Regions from separate parts of the Gossypium hirsutum genome. Here region 2 is linked to region 1. A link is a contact called in public Hi-C data. All regions are on one chromosome and are shown on one strand. The core of a region is the stretch at or near the end of the contact, and the rest is flanking DNA. Distances in the headings are between cores, read along the strand shown.

Region 1 (5,512 bases), core at 307-2,806:
GGAATGTCCTAAGAATCCTTGGACGGATAGTTGAAAAGGATACCAAAAGGGTTCATAATAAGAAACCGACGAACAACCAGGTTAATTTAAGATCGGTGAGCACTCGTATAAGGGGGAAAGAGTAAGGAAAGAAATATGAGAAGTAAGGAATGAATTCGTCGAGATGGCGAAGTGTCAGGGATACAGTCGAGCGGAGAATTCGACTAGAGGAAGGTTTCATGGCAAGCCAAGTAGCTCGAACAATTGGGTGGAGTCCGCCACCCTAACAAAGCAAACTTGTCTTAAGTGAACAGGGAGTAAATTTATATTTAATTTATTTTACAATTGTGATAGGTTTAATCATGATCGGTATAGGAATTCACTAAGTTCAATCGAACTTACGAAGTTAACTAATTTTAGCAGGACTTGTGAGGATGATCGAGGACTCAAAGAAGAAACGAAACCAAGTAAAGTGAAGATCAAGAATCATTGTTGGATCGAGTCATGCACACAGGGAAAGGACATAATTGGCGGCTTTACTACAGGATCATTAACGACAAAGCCCGATAGCACAATTAGAATCTGGATTTTAGGACAGATAGTCCTTAGTTAAGGTTTAAGATTTGTAGAAGGGCCATTGTAAATAAAAAAATCATATTAGAGATAGGAATCTAAGAGACTAAGCATTTGGTGGCTTAAGGCATTAGTCATAAGAATTATTATTTTTAAATTTTTAAATTTTAATTTAGACTGTTATATAGTAGTTAAGCTAGCAATTATTAAGCATAGGTCCATTTGTGACGCTCCATACCCGGATCCGACGGACAGGTCGGGCATGGGGTGTTACACATGGAAAACATGTTGGCGTTTAGTGATACTATTTGTCATGTGATACTTCCATCACACCTTTAATGTCAAATAACAACACAATAATTTAAATGTTACAAGTCGATAATGTTACTGAAATTAAATTTTGGTGACCAAAACTTTGTTTAAACTAGAGATGTTCATGGGCCAAATCGGGCCAGATTCGGGTTGGGTCTAAGCATGATATTAATATACTTTATGCTTGCCTAAGCTTGGCCCAACCCAAAATATGGGCCTAGAATTTTGCTAAAATTTTTCCCATACCCGCTCATATTTGCAAAAGACTAACCCAAGCCCATTTTAGATCCTTCCATATTATATTTTAAATATTTTTTAAAAATATTTATATTATATTATTTTAATATTAATATTATTTTATTTATTAAAATTTTTTATATAGTCATCTTAACATTATTTAATATTTATATTAAAGTAGTATTATATATTTAGTATAAATTTATTTTTTTAATGCATTATGAATAACATAATATAAAATATTATAAACTTAAAAATAGATCAAATTAATTTAAATCTTAAATGTTCAAATCAGAATCTTACTCTTATTTTAAACTGACTTAATTTTTTATTCTAACCCATTTTTAGAGTTTAATATTTTTTACCAATTTTTTTTAAAATCTGGACGTGCGCGTGGAGGAATAACTTACCCAATAAGTCTAATTTAAACAATACATAAATCACTATTTTTTTTAGTTTAACCAAAATTATATATTTCTAACATTTCCCGACTCACTCCCATCCCGTACCCTCTCTCCCTCTCTGTTTACTTGGTTGTGGAGAAACCTTTTTATTTCCAAAGGCATCGGTTTACATCCCTATTTGAAAGCTTGATGAGTAGGGTTGTGCTAGGCTTGCCAGGGCCATGGGCTGAGGATAACCGTGAGCCCTCTGATCATTACACTACCAAAATTGGTGGACTTCCTGTATTTCTCCTTCTCCCTCTTTTCATCTTCATATGTATTCATGTCCTCTGCTAGGTCAAGCCCTTCAGCTGAGTAAATCAATCTTTGTGGGTTTTCAAGCAAAACATGAAGAAGGCTATCTACAAACACATGGGTTAATGTAGTTCGGATTTTGGGTCGTATTTTGATCCTTAAATTAGTGGGTTCGGAGGATATTTAAAGCTTTTGTGCTCCCTCACTAGCCTTCTGCCTTTTCCTTAGACGTCTACTCAGCTAAACCTAGCAGAGGACATCAACAGTTTTTCTTTTTTGGGTTATGTTTTTCTATAACTTCAACTTTGTTCTTTTAACAGGATTGGCCTCTTCCTATAGAGGCTTTGAAGTTCAACCCTACACTTATTCACTGCACACAATGTGGAAGTAAACTCTGTCTTGTTGCTCAGGTTTTTCTTATTCTAACTCTAATGCATTTTCTTCCTGTTGTTGCCGACAAAACTTTTAACATTTGAATCCAATAATTTATATTATTTGGCTAAATTCCTGTTAAGGTTTATGCTCCAGTTTCAAGTGGAACTTTGAACATAGAAGACCGTCTACTTCTTGTTTTTGGTTGTGTGACACCAAATTGTGGTAGCTCTCCTCTCAGGTTGTTTCTCTGATTTGTTTGTTTGACCCTTGTTTATCATTTAAACATGATTCTTTTAACTGCATAGGTGTTATGTTCTCTTTTAGTCAGTGTTGTCAAGGCGTGTTCTTAGGTGCGCCGGCGCGCCTTGGCACTGGACAGCAAAATCGCCTTAGGCCCTTTCAGGAGAAGTCCATTTAATCAGGTGCACACCTACTGCACGTAGGCACCTACTTTTGTAAGGCGATAGCCTTTAAAAAAGCCTGCCTAATTGAAGTTATCCTTAATTTCTTTTAATTTTCACTTTTTTTCGTTAGATATGCCTTAGTAAAAAGAGGATAGTACCAGACTCTAATACATCTTAATATTTGAGTATTCAACAATAGACATTGACCATAGGGAAATCAAGTATATTGACCAACAAAAAAAATGCATGTTTTGTAGATAAACTAGACCAGACTTCAGAGTTTATTATAAATCTCAAGCTTTATATTACATATAAAAATTCACACATTTACATATTGCTCATTACTTTTCTCAGGCTAGTGCTTTTTTTTGCCTTGTGCGTTGCGCCTAAGGCAAAGGTAACTAGTGCTTATAATGCACCTTGTGCCCTTCACACACCACTGCTTGTAGTATGAGAATAATGGCTACTTAGATGTATACTTTAGTTAATGAAATATGATTATGTAGTTGGCGAGCTCTTCGGATTCAGAAAGTGGAAAATGAATCAAAGGAATCATCCTCTGCTGCTACTCTGGATAAAGCTCCTTCAGCTTCATCTCCTGTTTCTGTTTCAAAAACTAACTGGTGGGAGAATTTGAGTGATGAGGATAATGAAGATTTGGATTTGGAGGACTTGAGTAAAGCATTTTCTGAAGTGGCAAGCTTGAGTTCTGAGCCCAAGAAGACAAGTAGCAACTGGAACTCTGAGGGTGCTGTGAAGCATTCTTTGTCTTTAATTGCACAAACAAGAGGGGTAGATACTGATACACCAGGTGAGGTTGCCCTTATTGTGATGTATGATTGCATGTGATAGCTTAAACTCTACAATCTGTTCTACAATTAAGTGTCGTCGATGCTAATAATCACATCACAGCCAAGTTCTTCTCTACACTGCTGCAAACAGTGCAGTCTCATTCTTTCTGTTTCATATGTATCTTGTACCAATGGGTCTGGGGTGTTGCATTTTGATTTTTAAAGTTGCTTTAAATTGCCATCTAAATTTCTTTCTTCATGTTGTTTGTATACTAATTTTGTCGTGCTAAAAGTCTTTTGCTGGATTCATTTTGTACCTTTATTGCAGTGATGTCATGCTTCTACATTTATAGTCAGGCGGAACCATCATCAAAGGATTTTTCTTCTATGTGTTCAAATCACTCGTCACTTTCAGTCAAGGAGAAAGAGGGTGATATTGATGATCATGGACAAGAAGAAACATGGGAAGCTGAAAATTATGAATATGATAAGGCTCTGAATGCTGACAGGACTTATCTCAAGTTCAAAAAACAATTGGATGCATCTCCAGAGCAATGTTTTAGGTAATTTAGGGTTATTTGTTGAATGTCTATGCCGGAAACCCTTTTATAAATTGGCATATATGGACGACCTCTCATTTCTTTACTGTCACCAGTATTAATGCAAAGCTAGAATGATGCATATTGTTCCTTATTGTATATTCATTGTTTCTTTGTTGCTAGGCCTTTGTTATGGCTCTAAAAGTTCATAAAAAAATAGAATAATGAATGTACTCGAAATTTAAGGTCATATACAATATTTCTGAAAAGGTCTTGCAATGCAGTTAACCTTTTCTTTTCTTCTCAAGGAATCCCTGGTCAAGTTGATCTGCTTTTATGACTTACTGTCACCAAAACGAAAGGAGAATGTAACCAAAAGAAAATTGGGAAGCAATCACTTTGTTATCACCCAGATTACCTCAAAGTTTACACTAATTCCATTTGTAATTTGATTTGGGCACTGTTACACATTATCATTCTTTTCTGCAAGTAGAAGGGGAAAATGGAGAAAAATTTAAGTTTTGATATCTTGATGTCTCAAATAGAGTGTTAAGTTTGTTACGGATCATTATGTTCTCAGATATGCATTCGGTGGGAAACCTCTTCTGGCTACAGCAGAGGTGGATAATGCTGGGAAATGCGGGCTTTGTGGTGCATCAAGGCACTTTGAACTGCAGCTTATGCCCCCATTAATATATTTTCTGCAAGAAGAAGTCGATGGTTGTCATAAAGGTTCTCTGGAGAACTGGAACTGGCTGACTCTTGTTGTCTATACCTGTTCCAAGGTGAGAAAAAAAGAAAAGAAAAATGGCTTGTTCTGTTTGTTATTACTATGATCATTTAGCTCAGAATTTATATCAAAGAGCTACTGGGTTTCTTAACTTTAGTACAATATCTGCTATGCTTTCTAAATTGATAATTGTTCCTTAGGGCCCCAAGTTTTAACTACTTATGAGATCAACCATTCTGCTTAAGCCTGCAGATACTTTTTACTTTTTTCCTTGTTTTGAGTGGAAAAAGCCTTCTATTCACCCATGTGATATATATCTCTTTGCAGAGCTGTTCTAATTCATTTGATGAAGAGAAGTCCATCCATGGCCATGGTCAATGGTTTGTCGTAGAGGAGACTGTTCTCATGCAATTCGATAAGCCCTTAAATGAGTGTCTTCAATGCTATTTCTCATGATTTACAATTTTTGTCAAACATTTGTGTGAATAGGAACTCTTTCAGTCTTTAATCTATGTTGAGCAGCTTCCATGCATACAGAGATGAACCTACAAGGATCCTGAAAGTTTACTGATTTATTTTATGCCCTCGACAAAGCTAGAGCGTGTCATTATTATCTCTGACAAAGTGTTATGCATTGGTTGAAGATCGATGAGAGGTATCAAATTTTGTATCATGATCTTTGGTTTGCTTTAGTTTATAACTTAAATTCTTCTGTTATCTTATGTAGATGGTTTTCATGGCATTAAATTGCACAAGGATCTTTCTACATGGCTTACTGGACTACTTTCTTTAATCATCATCTATCTATAAACGAAGTCTTTGATTGAATTTGATGTCACCAACTCAAGAAAGTATCTATGATTTTATTTATAAA
Region 2 (5,311 bases), core at 1,435-3,934, 190 kb before region 1:
TGAAAGAATATGTGCATAAAGAGAGGGAGTTTGCTGACTTACCTCCTTTTTTCTGAAGAAACTCTCCCCATGAAGCTTAAATATTTCAGCTACAGACATTCCATTCACCTCCTGCTCTATTAATATGTCACTGAAAATTATAGAATAAAGCTGTTCTTGAGACACAAATTAAAAAGTTGGTTTAGCAATCTTACCTTGGCAATTGGTAGACATCAAGGAAGGAATAACACTTCTAATATTCAACCTAGACAATTTACGTATCAAAAATGGACCAAGTCCTTGGACAGTGGAGTCTAATCTGAACATATTAATGCCCAAATTATTTAAATAATGCATGATCTCAACCCATCATTAGCTCTTGTGACCAAGACCACTAATTCCACCCTACAAACCATAGAGGACAATATGCCACAAAGAACTAGGAAACTCATGAAGAATGTTTCCATAGCTTCTGCATGTTAATTTTCTTCTTTCCAGTATCTTAATGGAGAATGAAAATGACATAGGAGCATTTATTTATATTATAATATTTTATTATTTCAGTTTTATGTTATAACCTTTATTTTATATATTAGATATATTATATATGGATAGGGTTATTAGTTATCTTTAGGGTTTAAACCTAAGGCTAGGAATAAAACTTTATTTGCAAAAAAGCCTAGTAACTTCACTTGCAAGAAAGAATGCCTATATAAATAAGTTGTAGCTTTTACAGCCATCATCATTATTCTTATTATTTTTCTATGAAATAGTATAAAGAAACAAGAGGTTCTTTTTAAACCCCAAGCTTTTTAGAGTTCCAACTTCTTTCTTCTTTTTTGTTCAGACCAAATTCTTTCTATTGATTCACTGCTGGTTTCCCCCCTTAAACCACACCAATTTTGCCATTAGAACATCAGAAGATTACAACTATAGGACTCACTACTAACAAACAATTCACAGTACAAACCTGTCACAAAATGAATAACCGAGTACATGGGAGAGAATTTTGCCCACTGTAGTTTTTCCAGAGCCCATCAATCCTGCAGATTCATGTTGATAAAGTTTAGATACCAAAGAAAGTAAATCTTTGACAGCACAAACTTAGAAAACTTGGAGAAAAGAAACTGACCAACAAGATATATACTGTGCCCATTTAAATATGGCTCAACCTCTAGTGACTTATTCTGCAAATTTTATTCACATAATGTAAGATACAGCAGCAGAACAAATCTCAGATGCAGCACAAGTTAGCTTCTCTTTCCAGTGTTTGAGGCCTTAACTAAAAACTAAAATATCACTGGAAATAGATGCCAAAACACTAAATGGAAGAGATTAAAAAAAAAGGAGGTATCTAATCACCATATCATACTTTATAAACCAAAGATTAAAATAATTACAGGGAATTTTATCATACCTTTAACATTAAAGCTTCATCATAAGGTGCATGAATGCTGCCAGTTTCCATTGTTGAAGCTGCGAAATAACATTTTAACACATAACATCATGGGGATCAATCATATGTGTGATAAAATTTAAAATTCTCAAGAACAATTTAGCCACCTAGGGTCTGAGTTGTATTGCTCTCACTTTGGAGAATCTCAACATGAACAAAACATGCTAGTTTCATCCTATGGTAAAACAACATGAAATTCAACCAAGATTAAATGGTACAACTTAGCAGAAAAGTGAGAACATGAAAGGAGACTGGCATTTGACAGAAGGCAGAGACAAAATGATTTCTAATCTACGCTCCAAGTATTACAAATGGTTATATTAGGAAATTTAACAAAACCCTGCGTCATATCCGCACATTAAAAAACAATGGAATTTACTATCAGGTCAATAGTAAATTTATAGTGTCATGTGCAAAAGTTGCCAAAGTTTCTTTCCTGCCTATTTTCCTTTAAAACGTTGCTATCCTTTTATTCCAATTTTACCTTAAATTTTCGAAATTCAACATATCATGAAAAAGATTTAGAAAGAGAGAGGACTTTAATAAATGAATCAATTGTACAAATATGATAAACGAAATTACAACAGTCATAAAATTGGCATATCAATTTTGTTTCACCTGAAAAGTTCGTATAGGAAGAGCAGGAAACCTCCAAAGAGACTGATCTATGTCGATTGGAAGATGTCTGAACCGGAAAGTGGGCCGAAACAACCACCCGGGTCTTGTGTTCTTGCTTCGCTATCCGATCGAACCGCAAAGAACCAGTCGATTTTCTCCCAAACCTAATCCATGTCGGATAATTCAACTTGCATGCAACTCCTGCCTCCATTTTCAGCTTCCAACCGCCCCGGATTCAATAAAATTTTCAAAAATAAAAATTCTCAGTTTTTCTTTTACTAATTAATTCAAGAGAAATTTATGCAGAAATTAGTTAATAATAAAGCTAATTAACTTTAACAACAGAAATTTCAAGCAAAACTTATGAACTTACCTCGATTAATTAATAAAGATAAAATGAAATTCGTGAAGGGCTATTGCTCTCTGACTTTGTATTAAAGAAGAGAAGGCTCGTTTATAATCTATTACTGTAATATTTTTAGAAATGCAGTTTGCTTTTTCTGGCAGGGATGCATTTTAAAGCGGCGACTGGAGTATGGAAACTGTATACAAATTTTATATATACCTCTTATTATATTTAAACAGTGCAGCAATGATGACGTGGAAGCAAGGGCATTCCCACCAACCAATTCCCCCCGGCAAGGAGGGGTTGGTAGCAAGCATTCAGAGGAAGGTGAGGTGAGGGGTTGCTTTCGTGGGCTCATTCTTGGGGTAGTTGTTATTCACTCTACTGCTGCCACGTTTTAGTTTCATAAATTACTCTTTTTATTTACTATTTATCACCACTATAAACCTTGTGGTCAGTAAGGGTAAGCATTCGATCGAATCGAGTCGAATTGAAAATTTTTAAATTAATTGAGTTTTCGAATCTCATTTTATCATTCTAACTTTATTTGAAGTTTTCTCGAATCGAGTCAAGTGAGATGGGCATTCGAATCGAATCGAATCGAATATATTTGTTCGAGTTAAATTTTAAAAAATAATTTTGGGTCCTTGTAACTACTGTCACCCATCGTAATAAAATTTGTCCACCTTAATAATTTTTTTATTAACTTTCATCACCTCGTAATTCATTTATTAATTTTTTATATACTGGTTAGCTTCTTTGCTTGCTTAGTTGTTTCAATTATCTTTAGATTCTTGTCACTATGTATTTTGGAATTAAAAAATATATTAAATGTAAAAATATGATTTTTTAATAAAAGTTATTTTAAAAAAAATATGAAATTGATACAAATATAAAATTTTAACAAGAATATTTTATCACATAATTAATAATTCAATTTTAATATAGATATTCAATATGACTAAACAATTCAATAAAATAAATAATATAAAATGTGAAATTTAATTTAATAATATAAATAGTAGATATAAATAAAATTATTACTATTTATGTTTAGTGTTTTTTTTTGGATAATTTTGATTTTTTATTTGAGAGTAAAGAGTGAGAAGTAAAAGTTTAGAGGGAAAATAAAAAGTTTTGGGGAATAAAAGTTTGAGGGAAAATAAATAGGGGACTAAAATTTTGGAGGAAAAATATTAAAAAAAAATTTGGAGGGGGGAGGGTTTGGGGTAGATGTAGGGGTGTGCAAAATTCGGGTAAAATCGAAAAAATTCGGTTAACCGACCGAATTAGGTTAATCGGTCGGTTAACCGAATTTTTTCTGTCGGGGGTCGGTTAATTATTTTTTGATTTTTCGGTTAACGGTTAATTCGGTTTGAAACCGGTCGGTTAACCGAATTTTTTCGGTTTAATCGAAAAAATTAATAAATAAAATTATAATATATAAATAGGCCCACTATTCACCTAAACCCAATCTAAACCCAAGTATTCAACCCAACCCAATTATCCAACCCAACCCAATTATAAAAATTACAAATAATTTAATAAATAAAAATAAAATTATAAAAATAAGACTAAAACTAAAGTCTAAAAGTCTAAAAATAATTTAATTATGTAGTGATTCAATTTGGTTAATTCGGTTAATTCGGGTAATTCGGGTAATTCCGTTAATTCGGTTAGTTTGGTTAATTTTTAACCAAAAATAAAAAAAAACATATAATTTTCGATTAATTCGGTTAACCAGCCGAATTAACCGAAAAAATTTCGGTTCGGTTAATGTTTTTGAAAAAAATTTTGGTTCGGTTAACGGTTAAAGATTTTGAACGGTTAATTCGGTTAATGTTATTTCGGGTCGGTTAACCGGTCGGTTACCCGAATGAACACACCTAGGTAGATGAGAGGTGGGATGGAAAGGGAATAAAAGTTTTAGGGGAAAAGTGGGAGAGAGTAAAAATTTTGGGGGAAAATAAAAGGTTTTGAGGGTTTTTGGGAGTAAAATTTTGAGAAAAAGTAAATGGGAGAGTAAAATTTTGGTGGGAAATGGATTTTGGGTAGATTGGCGGTTGGGAGGGGAAGGGAGTAAAACTTTTGGGGGGGGAAGTGGGAAGGAGTAAAAGTTTTGAGGGAAAAGTAAAAAGGTTTGGGAGTTTGGGGTAAAAATGTAAAATATTATAGTTTGATATTCGAATTATTTGAGTTATTCGAATTCGAAAACTCAACTCGATTCGAACTCGAAATTTGAAAAAAAAATTCGAGTTGATTCGAATAACTCGAATAACTCGATTCGTTTAACTCGAAATTTAAATTTTTTTTCGATTTTTTCGAGTCGAATCGAGTTTTTCTCACCCCTAGTGGTCAGAAATCTACAAATAAATAATACAATTTATTTTAATCAATATTAGATAAATAAAATGTTTCTATGTTTTTTTTTACGTTAAATAACAATTAAAATAAAAAAGTTATGACCATTTTACTAAGAAAGGACTTTTCCTATTTTATTTATAGAAATGAACCAGTTTATTTATTATTTATAGGAACAGGCTAAAAATATAAAAACATATCCACGTAGGAGCGTTTTAAGGAAAAATTCCAGCAAAACACGTCCTTGAGGGAGCACGTTTCCCATGTTAGCGAAAAACGCGTTGACGTGGATACGCTTTGCTGACATGACAAAAGCACTCCCTTATAGACGCGTTTTAGCCTGTGTTTTTTACCCCCAATGGTCACCCAAACGGTCATTTAAAATTTTAATCGTTAGGGGTCCAACGATAAAAATAAAAAAAATAAAACCCTCCTATTTTTTTACACAAACATTTCTTCCAAAATTTTCAAAAAAACTCTCAAATTTCTCCCTAAATTTCTCAAAACTCTCTTTAATTAACTATTTCCTTTAATTTTTTCTAAATTAGTAT

The links. A called contact is a pair of places that touch in the nucleus more often than the background predicts.
Region 2: a Hi-C map of leaf shows a contact between it and region 1, with 2.5 times the contacts expected there. The contact joins the promoter of LOC107948413 here to the promoter of LOC107948411 in region 1. A contact is called at or near these places in 16 of 34 Hi-C or Micro-C datasets (callus, fibers, hypocotyl and 3 more).

What each region holds. Positions count from the first base shown.
Region 1 is chrD11:42,062,347-42,067,858 of Gossypium_hirsutum_v2.1, reverse strand. It overlaps LOC107948411 (programmed cell death protein 2-like), which reads left to right and starts at 1,556. Exons shown (of 7, transcript XM_016882949.2): 1 at 1,556-1,787; 2 at 2,120-2,209; 3 at 2,315-2,412; 4 at 3,085-3,389; 5 at 3,698-3,932; 6 at 4,489-4,693; 7 at 4,966-5,245. The coding sequence starts at 1,695. The coding sequence ends at 5,094. LOC107948410 (alkane hydroxylase MAH1) reads right to left here. Exons shown (of 1, transcript XM_016882948.2): 1 at 5,482-5,512.
Region 2 is chrD11:42,253,878-42,259,188 of Gossypium_hirsutum_v2.1, reverse strand. It overlaps LOC107948413 (shikimate kinase 1, chloroplastic), which reads right to left and starts at 2,684. Exons shown (of 11, transcript XM_016882952.2): 1 at 2,427-2,684; 2 at 2,054-2,270; 3 at 1,397-1,455; 4 at 1,112-1,166; 5 at 950-1,022; 6 at 43-130. The coding sequence starts at 2,264.